Linked DNA regions of Drosophila melanogaster: all the other regions are linked to region 3. Evidence: chromatin contacts called from public Hi-C and HiChIP or PLAC-seq data. All regions are on one chromosome and are shown on one strand. The core of a region is the stretch at or near the end of the contact, and the rest is flanking DNA. Distances in the headings are between cores, read along the strand shown. Region 1 holds the start of Sox102F (Sox102F,). Region 2 holds the start of 4E-T (eIF4E-Transporter). Region 3 holds the start of Asator (asator,). Region 4 holds the start of pan (pangolin).

Evidence for each region. Hi-C and Micro-C count contacts between places; a contact is called where the count stands out from the background. HiChIP or PLAC-seq counts read pairs in DNA pulled down with a chosen protein or histone mark.
Region 1: a CP190 HiChIP or PLAC-seq map of the Kc167 cell line shows a contact between it and region 3, with 2.9 times the contacts expected there. The contact joins the promoter of Sox102F here to the promoter of Asator in region 3. A contact is called at or near these places in 1 of 107 Hi-C or Micro-C datasets (embryo) and 1 of 6 datasets of contacts at active chromatin or transcription factors (the Kc167 cell line).
Region 2: a contact with region 3 is called in a Hi-C map of the Kc167 cell line, with 3 times the contacts expected there. The contact joins the promoter of 4E-T here to the promoter of Asator in region 3. A contact is called at or near these places in 8 of 107 Hi-C or Micro-C datasets (the Kc167 cell line, the ML-DmBG3-c2 cell line, the S2 cell line and 3 more).
Region 4: a contact with region 3 is called in a Hi-C map of the Kc167 cell line, with 2.8 times the contacts expected there. The contact joins the promoter of pan here to the promoter of Asator in region 3. A contact is called at or near these places in 1 of 107 Hi-C or Micro-C datasets (the Kc167 cell line) and 1 of 6 datasets of contacts at active chromatin or transcription factors (the Kc167 cell line).

What each region holds. Positions count from the first base shown.
Region 1 is chr4:832,887-836,005 of dm6, forward strand. It overlaps Sox102F (Sox102F,), which reads right to left and starts at 1,507. Exons shown (of 5, transcript NM_001014695.2): 1 at 493-1,507.
Region 2 is chr4:957,077-959,788 of dm6, forward strand. It overlaps 4E-T (eIF4E-Transporter), which reads right to left and starts at 1,316. Exons shown (of 8, transcript NM_166798.2): 1 at 930-1,316; 2 at 1-813. The coding sequence starts at 955. lncRNA:CR45201 (long non-coding RNA:CR45201) reads right to left here and starts at 2,358. Exons shown (of 1, transcript NR_123751.1): 1 at 2,148-2,358. It also overlaps asRNA:CR44030.
Region 3 is chr4:484,445-487,373 of dm6, forward strand. It overlaps Asator (asator,), which reads right to left and starts at 1,589. Exons shown (of 14, transcript NM_001272127.1): 1 at 766-1,589. The coding sequence starts at 788.
Region 4 is chr4:68,074-70,999 of dm6, forward strand. It overlaps pan (pangolin), which reads left to right and starts at 1,580. Exons shown (of 12, transcript NM_001258477.2): 1 at 1,580-1,908.

The sequences.
Region 1 (3,119 bases), core at 257-2,756, 350 kb after region 3:
ATTCCAATTATTAGTATGTACAGGATTTGGAAATCCGCAATAAAATACATTAATATATCTACGACTTCGTTTCTGTCCCCATTCGGCCACGGATACACAAGCACATGCGACCTCAAAAACCAGTCCACTCTGAGCCATTTCGTATACGATCTCCAACTTCTTCGAGCCAGCTACTCATGAAGCATTCCTTCCATCCTCCAACCCATCTGCGACCAGCCCGAATTTCGATTCCAGTTCCGATCGTTGCCTCAGACCTCCCTCCCCTTCCCGAAAGATATTCTCGCGTGGCAATGCACCTGTCGCGACCAATGCTTGTTTAGAGCAGCAACCGGCATAACAAACCGCGATGATTCGGGAAAACTGACCGAACCGCGGGCCTAAGATCTCAGCTTTTGGAAGAACAATGCCAAAAGTTGTGGTAGGGGAAATCTTTTACGACTGTCGTATGGGGAATTTGAATAGTGTCATTGCGGGGAAGCATAGTATACTCACCTTTTCTTACGGAACCCGGTTGATATTATATATATTTTAGTTGTACTCATTTGACTAGGTGCATCAAGGATTGTATTATCGGCCGTGGGCAAGTTATAGATATTTATAGGACAAATATATATAAATGTGATGCGTATATTTATGTATATTATCTTATGGCACTTTGAAAATTCACTTTATTTTTCTGCTTCACATTTACAGCGCCCGATTATTTTCCGTTTGTTTGCCTAACGACACGTCGATAAACGTTTTGATACTTTGGATCATGGCACATATTCGGGAATTTCTGGGCCGTACAAAAACTGCCTAGTCGCTCTCACCCCTCGAGCTATAAGCTTAAAGATATACATTTTCCCATTTGGTTTGGATTTCCAGACAACCCATTGCTAGTTCCTAATACGCGTTTTGTGTAAAGACACTACTTGTGTTCATCTTCGTATCTAATCAAAATTCCGTTGGCTCTACCAATGATGCATCGCGTTAGTCCCCTCGCTCACGGAGCTTGCAAGAGTAATTTTTGATTCGCACAAAAACCGTTTTGCACTGTTCAGCGTGTTTGAGCTTAATTGATGTTTCTTGGCGTTGACTTTGGTCCGTGCTAGGGAAAATGTGAACTACATGGAACGGTATACTGCGAAAATATAAAATACACATACATCGCTCTGAGTCATCACTAGGCTCAGTGGACATTTGTAGTGAAATGATTTGTAGCTAACACTTAACACAAATGCACAACACAGAGTACACGGCAGATGCAGATGCACGTGCACCGCATTCACATGCAAAGTGTGTTGGGTCCTATAGTGGTGTGAGTGCACGATCTTAAGGCAGAACACCCTGAGAATCCATTGTGTACAACTTGTGTGTGCAACCAAATCTTTGCAATCGGTGCATTGCAGGCTTTGAGTCAAAAGTCATTCTGTTCCGACTCAAAGTCGTGTGGTCTTATGCAGCATAGGTTAGCCCGCGCACGTGGAATGTTACCACCACTGTGTAGCGATGTTCACTGGTCACTGATTCCAATTCCACTTCCATTGCTGTTGCCTGTTAACTGCATGTTAATCATATGTTAAGTTTTTACATTAAGAGAAATTTTTTGGACATGTTTGGTTTCTCTTTCTGAACGGAATTTTCTCTTTTTTTGCAGAGAAGCAAATAATGTTAAAGAGGCGTGGTTATTCAATTTGAAATTTGGTTTTGTGACTTGTTATCCAATCGCGGCTCTGCGTTCTGTCTGAAGTTTGGTATTCTTGCGCACGTCCAGTTATACAGCAGATACTTTGCAAATTTTACGCTTCGTTCTCCGTCTCCATATATTTTTGAATTGCAATTCCACGACTGTTTTCGTTGAGATATCGTAACGCAGGTTGAGATCGCTAACAAGATTTACTTTAAGTGTATAAAATACTTACTATACGATCAAGCGGAAACGTAATGATTATATGATTATATTGGAATATATATGATTTTGTCATAATCCGCATTTTGGGTATGTCCAAAATATTTTTGGTATATCAATAAAAATTGTACAGACAAATCAAATGGAAAAATATTAATAAATATTAATATTAATAAAATTTCGGACGGTTAGAGTGGCCATGACAATATTTTGAGATCTGCTTGTATTAAACTCAGCCCTGCATTCCGATTACAATCAAATCGATTATTCATTTATTGAATTTTTGAAAATTGGTAGGTGTGATCGCTTAATTCGATAGATGTCTCGGATTGGTTTAACACTGTGCTATGTTCAGTAATTTAGGATTTGGTAAAAAACGTATAAGTTCGTCTTACAGTAAATAACTATTTTAAAGAGTTTTTAGGAAGCTCTTTTTGATTTATAATAAGAAGTGGAAGATTAAAAAACATGTTATAATACATAAAAAATTTCCTGACGTCTTTATGTTCATTTGAGTATTTTAAAATAAAAATGTTTATAGCGGTATTCTTATAAGGCATTTAATTTATTATTGTATTGTACCCTTAAACATTTAAAACTTTGTCCTTGAACTACAAAAAAACACAATAACGTTTTAAACGGAGAATACTAATAATAATAATTTTTGTAGCACAGGCCCATTGTATAAATTTCGTCTTATATATATGAACCAAAACTTTTGCTTCCAACGTCGCAGTTTGAACTTTTGTTACCATCCCTATTATACATGTATATTTTATTCAAATCAAGTACTCAGTTTTCGATAAAGTTGAAACTCGGCGTGCGAGGGTTGTCCTTGAACCAAACCAATAATGTTTTAAAAAGAAGCAGAGGCAACACCCAATGTATAAATTTCGTCTTGTATATATACACAAGATGTTTTACATATTATTATATAAAAACCACAAGACATAATAGTAGCTAATAGTCCTGAGCTTACACCATGCGCTACTCAAGCCTGTTGGAATGCCTCTCCTCGGGATTTCTAACGCTGTACAGGTCAACATATGTAAGTTATTAGTAGAGATACTTTCTCAGAAATCGCCGGTATTTTTTCAGTTTTTCCAAAAATGCTATCCTGATTTGCGAGGACGATTGGCGTTGCCATCCCAAAATTTACGAACCGCTGCAATCAGAAATGAGAATGGCAGCCCTTTACTAGTGTAGAAAGCAGGTTGGCAGCGCATAT
Region 2 (2,712 bases), core at 66-2,565, 470 kb after region 3:
GGAACACGTTCAACTAACCTTCCACTGAATGTTCGAGAACGATGTTGGCTTTGATTGTGCTGATTAAGACTGCTTGTACTTCCAGATCCATTTGGAGATGTTTCCTTTTCATTCTCAATGCTGGCTTCTACGGTCTTTTCGTTTTTGTAATCCCAATTATCACTTCTTGGCAACAGCCGACCGCTACCAATCCGCCTTTCTTGGCGGGATGTTGAAAATGTAGGTGAAGATGACATGCATTGGTCGTGATCCGGCTGAACAAAATTCAAACATGTCTCAGCAGTATCCAACTCGCTACCCTTACGGCTAGGCGAACTGGCTGCCTTGCCCTTGCTTGCACAAGTGTTTATCCCCTCGTTGCTTTCCTCGCTGTTGCTGCCTTTCGATATGACAAAACGCCTCTTTGCAAATGCCGGCATTAAATGTGAAGATGATATGCTACGGTGATCGATGATATTCAACTTATAGGGCTGTCCATGAGAAAGCGCATCCTTATCTTTATCCTCCCCACTTATTAGAAGAGAATCGGTAGGTACGAAGCGCTGGTAATAGTTGTTTGCCCGTTCTCGATTTCTCATAGCGCGACGTGAACTTATTGAGCTACTATTGGAACAAATTAAGCTCGAGTTATCTGCTTCTGGAGAAAGTCGATTCTTGTTTTGATTAGAATAGGCGCTGGACACGGTTAACGCAGCTGTGTTCAGATTAATTTTCCAAAAACCTAGCGTCTGCAATTCAAGTCGTGTTGAACATTGCGGGCGCTGTCGACTTTTACCTTCATATCTTAGAGCTAACAGGTCTACTTTCGAGTACCTAATGTGAAACAGATTGTTAAAACAATGTTAGTACATATACAAGTTTAAAAAAACAGTACGCGAGAATAATATCGAAAAAGTTGACTAAAATTTACCAATATTTAATCCACATACCTGGCACTAATCTTTGATGTATCCATTGCTAAGGACTATAGTTCACTGTGTAATCTAACTTATTACAGAAAGTCGAAAAAGTTAAGATATCCAAAATTATTAAAAACAGAACACTCTCCTATATGAACGGGAGAAATTGTACAATGAATATACAAATAGTACACACCACTTATGCAAACACACACTTTGAAAAATTAATATATATATATATATATACGTATTTTAAGGCCATATATATGACTGTTGAGTTTCATGAGAATATAATCCCAAGACGCTTACATACATATATAACAATTTTTAATGCTCACAATGTTGCGATTAGCTTTGTGAATATCACGCTAAATTGGAGTGGGATATAGACATTGAAAATATTTTGTTCTTATTGAACCTTAAGGCATTATATATATTAATATTGAAACATTAAAAGAGAAACACCGTGAAACAATGGAATTTTGAAGTTGTGACATTTGTGGGAAAAGAAATTCTAGGTTTTTCCTACTGGTGCTAAAGCGATACCAGACTAAGCATATCTGTCCGTTCGTATGAGCGTCGAGTAAAGGTGCCGAATGTTTTCTAAAATGATTAATATTATTATTTACACTTGAAAAACAAAAAATAAATTTTATTTATGTAACGTCGATGTTTTATAAAATAGTTTATATGATTATTTACATTTGAAATACTCATAATATATAATATAAATAAGAATATTTTTATATTATTAAACTATTAAATTTTAAATTTAATATAAAACAAATCAAGAAATTATAATCAGGCATGCATTACCGAATAATCGTAATTTGTTTCCGAATTCGATTTGATTTCGTAAAATTTTTTGCTGTCGGAGTGTTTTCTGTACAGTAAACAGCTGTTTAAGCTGTTTTCCAGCGGACACCTTTTTCACAATTTTAATTCCGATGTTCGCATTTAATTTTTTACTGCATTTTGACCGTTTAATTAATTAAATTAAATAGCATTACTTACGAACACTATAGGCCATCTTTTAAATTAAGATAATTAATTCTTTTATATTTTATAAGTAAGTTTAGTCGACGCACGCATGACCCCATGCCAAATCGAAAATTTTTTTTGCCGACGGCAAAATTTTGTATGTCAAATTTTTAATGGGGTCAGAAATAAATTGTATATAAAATAAATAATGAATATAAATAATTAATATAAATCAATAGACCACTGAGTAAACTATTTTTTCCCTTGGTAAATAATATCTTACGTGATATAAAAATGGGCATATACTTTTCATTTCGGCCAGACAAAAGTGTCCGTTTTACAAATCGAAAAATCCTTACGAATTTGAAAACCGGAGCACCGATCTTGCGTTTTAAAATGCCAAATCGAAAATTTTTGTTGCCGACAGCAAAATTTTGTATATCAAATTTTTGATGGGGTCAGAAATAAATTGTATATAAAATAACTAATGAATATAAATCAATAGACTACTGAACTATTTTTTCCCTTGGTTAAGATCTAACGTGATATAAAAATGGGCATATACTTTTCATTTCGGCCAGACAAAAGTGCCCGTTATACACATCGAAAATCCTTACGAATTTGAAAACCGGAGCACCAATCTTTAAAATCGAAATCGTAAAGTACTTCGATTAACGGAGCGTGCCCGATAGATTGATTTTGAAATTTTTTGTAGGTGTACACAGTTATACAAGGAAGTGCACGCCTAACGCTAAAATATGCTGCCGGCGGTCTGATGAAACATGCACGGAATAAGTGTTCGGTCGACTTCGGGAATGATCTTCGTGCACAA
Region 3 (2,929 bases), core at 339-2,838:
TATCCCTTCGAAAGGCATAGACAAAACAATTCAAACGTGGGGAAGATGTAATCTTAGTGGACATGAAATATTATAAAGTATCTGGAAAACAGATAGAAGGCAAAATTTCGACGATATAGAGTATATAAATTATATTAACAGGATCAATAGCAGAGTCGATGTTGTAATATCCGTCCGTTCGTATGAACGTCGAGGTCTCGGGAGCTATAAAAGCGGGACTTGTAACAGTGTAAGTTTCTATAAAACGCTGTCACTCTATAGCCTACAACAAATTAAAAAAAAAAAATTCCACCAATAAGCACAATTTAGAAAACTGGGCGATTTTCTGTACGCTTGCATTATATCAAAGGCCCGCTTAGGACCGAGTCTAGTCGAGTTCATATATATGAAAAGGCTTTCTGAATTTTAGAACGTTTTAAAGTATATAATTGTTGTATTGTTACTGTACTTTTTCTATTCCTGTTAGGTCGAACACACAAAAATTCATTAGGTTAACTGCCGTAATTCCACCGCTAGAGTTAGAAATAGCTGCCGTTCTAATTCAATACTTCGTCAGCTTCGTATTATCGTTATATATTAATATTTATATTAATCGTTATATTTTCCACATTTCCGTCCTACCGTGTGACATATTAACAAAATTCATCGAAAATTAAAAAAAAAATTAACAACACTGCTCTTTTTTTGCATTTTTAGATACCAAATAATTTTCAGTTTTAATTTTCTTACATATATGTTAAAGAAGAGTATGAGTCCAAAACATACCTGAGGTACTCCTGCAAATGCATGATGGCAAAATTCTGTGCTGTCCTTAAACTTAGATATCTTAGAACTTGATTTAATGTATTTTTTTTATTTTCTAAAATATGGAAAAAACTATCAATTTGTATCGGTATTTTCACTTCTTCAAGAACACATATGAGTGTGATTGAAATTATTCATATAATCACGTAGTAATATCACAAGTAACATATAAGGATTACTCAAAGCAGCCTAATCATAACTGTAAGAGCGAATACTTTGTGCGTGATATAATCGTTTGTTGTTTTTAATTTTATTGCAAAACTACTTTAATTGGACGTAAACTGTAATTCTATTCTGTTGTAATCCTGTAAGTAGGTTAATTATTGCTTGAGAGCAATTTACTGTATTAATAATAATCTATACAATTATTTAGATTAGCTCACATCACTTATCGTCTGTATTTATGATTACGTTTATTTACGTTATATAGGCAAATGTGTCTATTTTTATATACTGATTTAATTATAGAGAAGTTCCGTAAAAACGTCGAAAAAATAACAACGCGGAATTCGCGTGATCCACTTGTATCCACATGTTCACATGACCACATTTGTAAATTTATTATTTTTAAGACGATCACATTATAATAAATTTATCAAAACGAACAGCAAAAAGTTGATTTACATTTGGTACTTTAAAATTTGTCTTTATAAAATATTTCTTATTGTCGGCAAACCTATTGTTTTGCACCAATAAAATATTTTACTAAAAGTTGTAATTAAGAAATATATTGTTCTATCAAATGCTTCCCGCTGAATCTTTAGGCATTCTGTGCATCGAACTGATTTTTTAGGTATATACTACGGTATTCAGATATGTGTGTATAGGTGAATAACATAAACAGCTATCTTTAGTCTCCCCAAACTTGCAGCCATTTGAGATGATATCTTCAAGAAGGAATTATTTCAACATATATATAGCGTGTGTTCTTATATAATATATGACATTTTTTAGGAAAGTCGGGAGTAAAAGCTTCACTTCAATTTTGAACATTGCTACGATTATATTTCCGCCTCTATATTTAATTTGTTTGGTCTGGTTCCGTGTTTGAACCTGGGTTAGGACATAAACCACGTTCCAGTTTAATCCAGGGCTAATAAAAAATATATATCTACAGGGGCAATCTCAGAAGATTCTATCCATGGTTTCTCTTGAAAGGTTTTAAAGCATTTTAGACCTATTTTTACACGTAGACTTCAACATCTGTTCTCCGTCAGTCATAGAGTTGCCAGACAATTATTTAATTAATTTAAAGGATTTCCAAAAGTATTGTTCGTAAATAAGTTCGTAAATTTTGGGAAAACCAGAGCACTTAAAAACGAAATCAAAATATTTTGATCAAATCAAATTCGAAAAAAATATACGATTACTGCAGCGTGTAGAAATCGATAGTATATTTTTACTATTTCCTCATATTCCAACACGAAATCTATGGACGGCTCCGTTAATCGATCCATTCGATATTAAATTGTGGTTCTGCAACTGGGAAAAAATTAAGGAATTTACTTGAACTACTCAAAATTCCAAAAGGTGGCGCTGCATGTACATCAAGAATTTTACAGGTCAGCTTATTACTTTTTACATAGTTACTCTGTATGTCTGAATTTTGTTTATGTACGACGAGCCCCTAAAAGGAATTTGATGCAATACGTTTCTCTAAACAAAAACAAAGATTAAGCAAATGAGACAGTTAATTATTACCTGTAATTCAAGATTATAACTGTATTTGTATGTATGTATCATTGGCAGCACCGTATGCTATATGTTAGCAGCGCTAGGATCAAAAATTTATGTATATTATATGAAAAAAAAGGGTTTGTTACCTCGTCTACCATTCTAAGGAGTGAAAGCCCCCTTTAAACTAGTATAATCTATGTCAAAAAGAATACAATAGTAAAATTGCAATCAATTTTGTTGATTACTAGACAATAACTGTGACTCTGGTCCCTAAAGAAATCCTAAATCAAAGATTTCAAGAAGAAGGTCTTCTATGTTGGAAAAAACATATGTATGTCTCCTAATCTATGATTCAGGGACTGTTTTCGTGACCGGATTCCGCAACTGTGCAACGTATTCTTTAATTTTTTATAATTACCTAATTCTATTTACTAAGATATATTGCTGC
Region 4 (2,926 bases), core at 330-2,829, 420 kb before region 3:
AAATAAATAAAAAAAAAAATAAATTTTAAAAATTAAGTGAACAAAATTAAGCATTTAAATGATTTTGTATAAAGCTAATATATCTATGCTGTTGCTCGAGACCGGCTAAGCCATAGGGTCTTTCCAAAATACGTAGAACTACAGCTTCATTACAGAAGTTATGGGCGTACGAAATTGATCTCTTTTTTTTATTATGCGTGTTCTCCAAACATCCAAATATTTTTAACAAACTGAATCTGCATGCCTAATTTGATTCCATTATATCTCGGCGTCGAGATCATCCCGCCTTGCGGTCAGTTTTTTTAATTGGGTCCAAGGCAAATTTTAAAAGTGTGCGTATCATATGATATCGTTTACCATTATCAATAACATCACAGTTAAATTGGAACAGGCCCAAGTGTTTTTAAATACATTTTTATAATTAAAATGAAGAAAGATTGATAAATGTTTTTAATTTTTGTATTGGGGCACACCATACAATATAACTTCATGAATTTTAGGAGGATGCTAGGCAACTGCTAGTTCAGAAACGGTCTCGCATTTCGATTTCGATTATTTTAAAAATGACGTGGATCGGTGAAATACGCTTGGCAATGCTGGTCAAATGGTCAAATGCTGGCCCGTTTAATGGGAAATACACCTATACATATCATGAGTTGCCACCTGGCAACTCCCACATCACGGGAGGTGCCTTCCGATTTTTGCACATTTTGAAACTTACCATCCTGATATTTGTACATATCGGGAGCTGCCATACGATTTATGCACATATGAAGAACTACCATCCTGAATTCTACATACACCGAGAGGTGAATTTTCGAAGTATCATTCTGAAATCTGCACGTATCAAGAGCAGCCATCTTGAGATGTAATTTGTACAATGTTAATCGACAACCAAACTTTAAAATTAGGATGGCAATGCCCGACAAGTTCAGTGATTAGCGAAATACGATATCTTTAAATTGTAGCGTATGGGTGAAAACTGCATGAGTTTATCATGTACATAATCCATTCTAAAAACTAAGCATGACCCCAAACCGCTATTAGGAGTTTAAATGAATATATCGACCTTTAGCTTAAGCGAACCAAAATAATAAAAAATCTTATTATTGTGTTTTAACATCTAACAAACATTGAAAAGTTAAAAATGAAAATTCTTGTTATAATTTTTTTTGATTATTTAATGCTAATCGAGCCATTCGATATAAGCAAAATATCGAGAATTGTCGCGGCAGAACATCGATGCACGCCTGCTTATCGACAGTTGCCATCGTCGTTATTCCAGCACTAATTTAAAAAAAATTCGATCAACGCAGACGTGGTACGGCGTTTTAAATCTGATAACATTTTGAACCGGGAATTATTTTAGAGTACCATTCTTTGTTTTGTGCCTGTTTCAGTATAAATTAATTATGCGCCTGATTTAAAGTACAAAATGTGTAAATATATCACCTTACCGTCGCGGGTGCACCCAATTGTGCTTTGATGAATAAATATACATATATGCAACATATATAACTTCCTGTGTTAGTATAAGTGTATGTCAGCCAAAAACAAATATATATATGAGTGTTTATCGGCATTCGTGTGCTGGCAGAGCAGCGATCAAAGCTGCGTTCGGTACTCGTTGACTGGCCCAAGAATGAATTCTCGTGCAAGTGTGTTGATAAAAAGTATACGTATGTATGTATGACATACAAAAATATTGTGTCTGATTAATTAATGCGTGTATGCCTTTAACTGTGAAACCTTTTTCAATTAGTATTTTTCTCACATGTAAGTGTGCTTAATAACAGAAAAGTTTGCTGCAAATTTGTGGCTTTGTGGATAGCTTTTCAGTAAACTAACGTATAAAGGATTCAAATTTTACTGCTCTAATCTCTCGGATTGTTTAATCAAATCATCACTGTAAGTGTCCCTGCTTAAGTTCAATATAATAACATCCACAGTCATCGGTCAAGTTATACAATAAAGTCAAACGTGCGCACTTTTTCGCTCTTCAGGGAACATTTTAATTTCAGATCCGATTTTCTGTTTTAATAACTTAAATATAAAGTTAACACCACATTGTCGTGTTCATATATGTAGATACTCATCAGATAGATATATGTATACGTGTAACTATGCATGTATATGTAAACACGGCATTGGATCCTCTGCTTCGAATGCAGAGAGCCGACAGTACTCACACACACCCTGATGTTTGTTTATTTATTTGCTGAAAATACAGTTTTCTGTATTCTGTTTTACGCATATATTTTTGTTTAGACTCTGTCGTTTTCGTCTCTACCTGTTGATACACCACAATCTTGTTTCTAAATAGAAACTCGTTGTGTCATTAGTCTTGAGCCGATGCGTATTCTGCTTTGTTTTTGCTATTGCCGCTGTCGGCGTCGACAAAGTTGTTACCTTAAACTAGTATGTAGTTAGCTATTTGCCTCAGCGCGTTCTGCCTACCTATCCGTTTAGTTCAAATCTCCGACGGCCCAGTCAGGTAATGAATAAATCGCCGTGCCTCCAAAGCCGAAATGTGACAAATCGCTATGTATGTATATTTTACATACGCTTTTCCATTTTGCTAATCATTTAGTTCCGAGAAAAGTGAGTAAGAATTTGTCCTTGCAGGTCGATACAACTTTTATTTTAAATAAAATGCAAGGGCAAGGTTATTTTTTTTTATTTATTTTTTTTTTGTGAAATGAAGATTTCTAGTAACTACAGCCCTTTTTTTGTGGAAAGGTGTGAAGATGGAGAACACACATAAAAAGCATTTTTAAACCGCATGCATTGTTGTGTAAATTGCAAGACCTTAAAGAAATTAACAAAATAATATTATGATAACACCTACATTTTTTATGTGTATAGTTATTAGTTACTTATTAAAATTGTTGCACTACGCTTTTAAAGACACGAAAATTCCTATTCT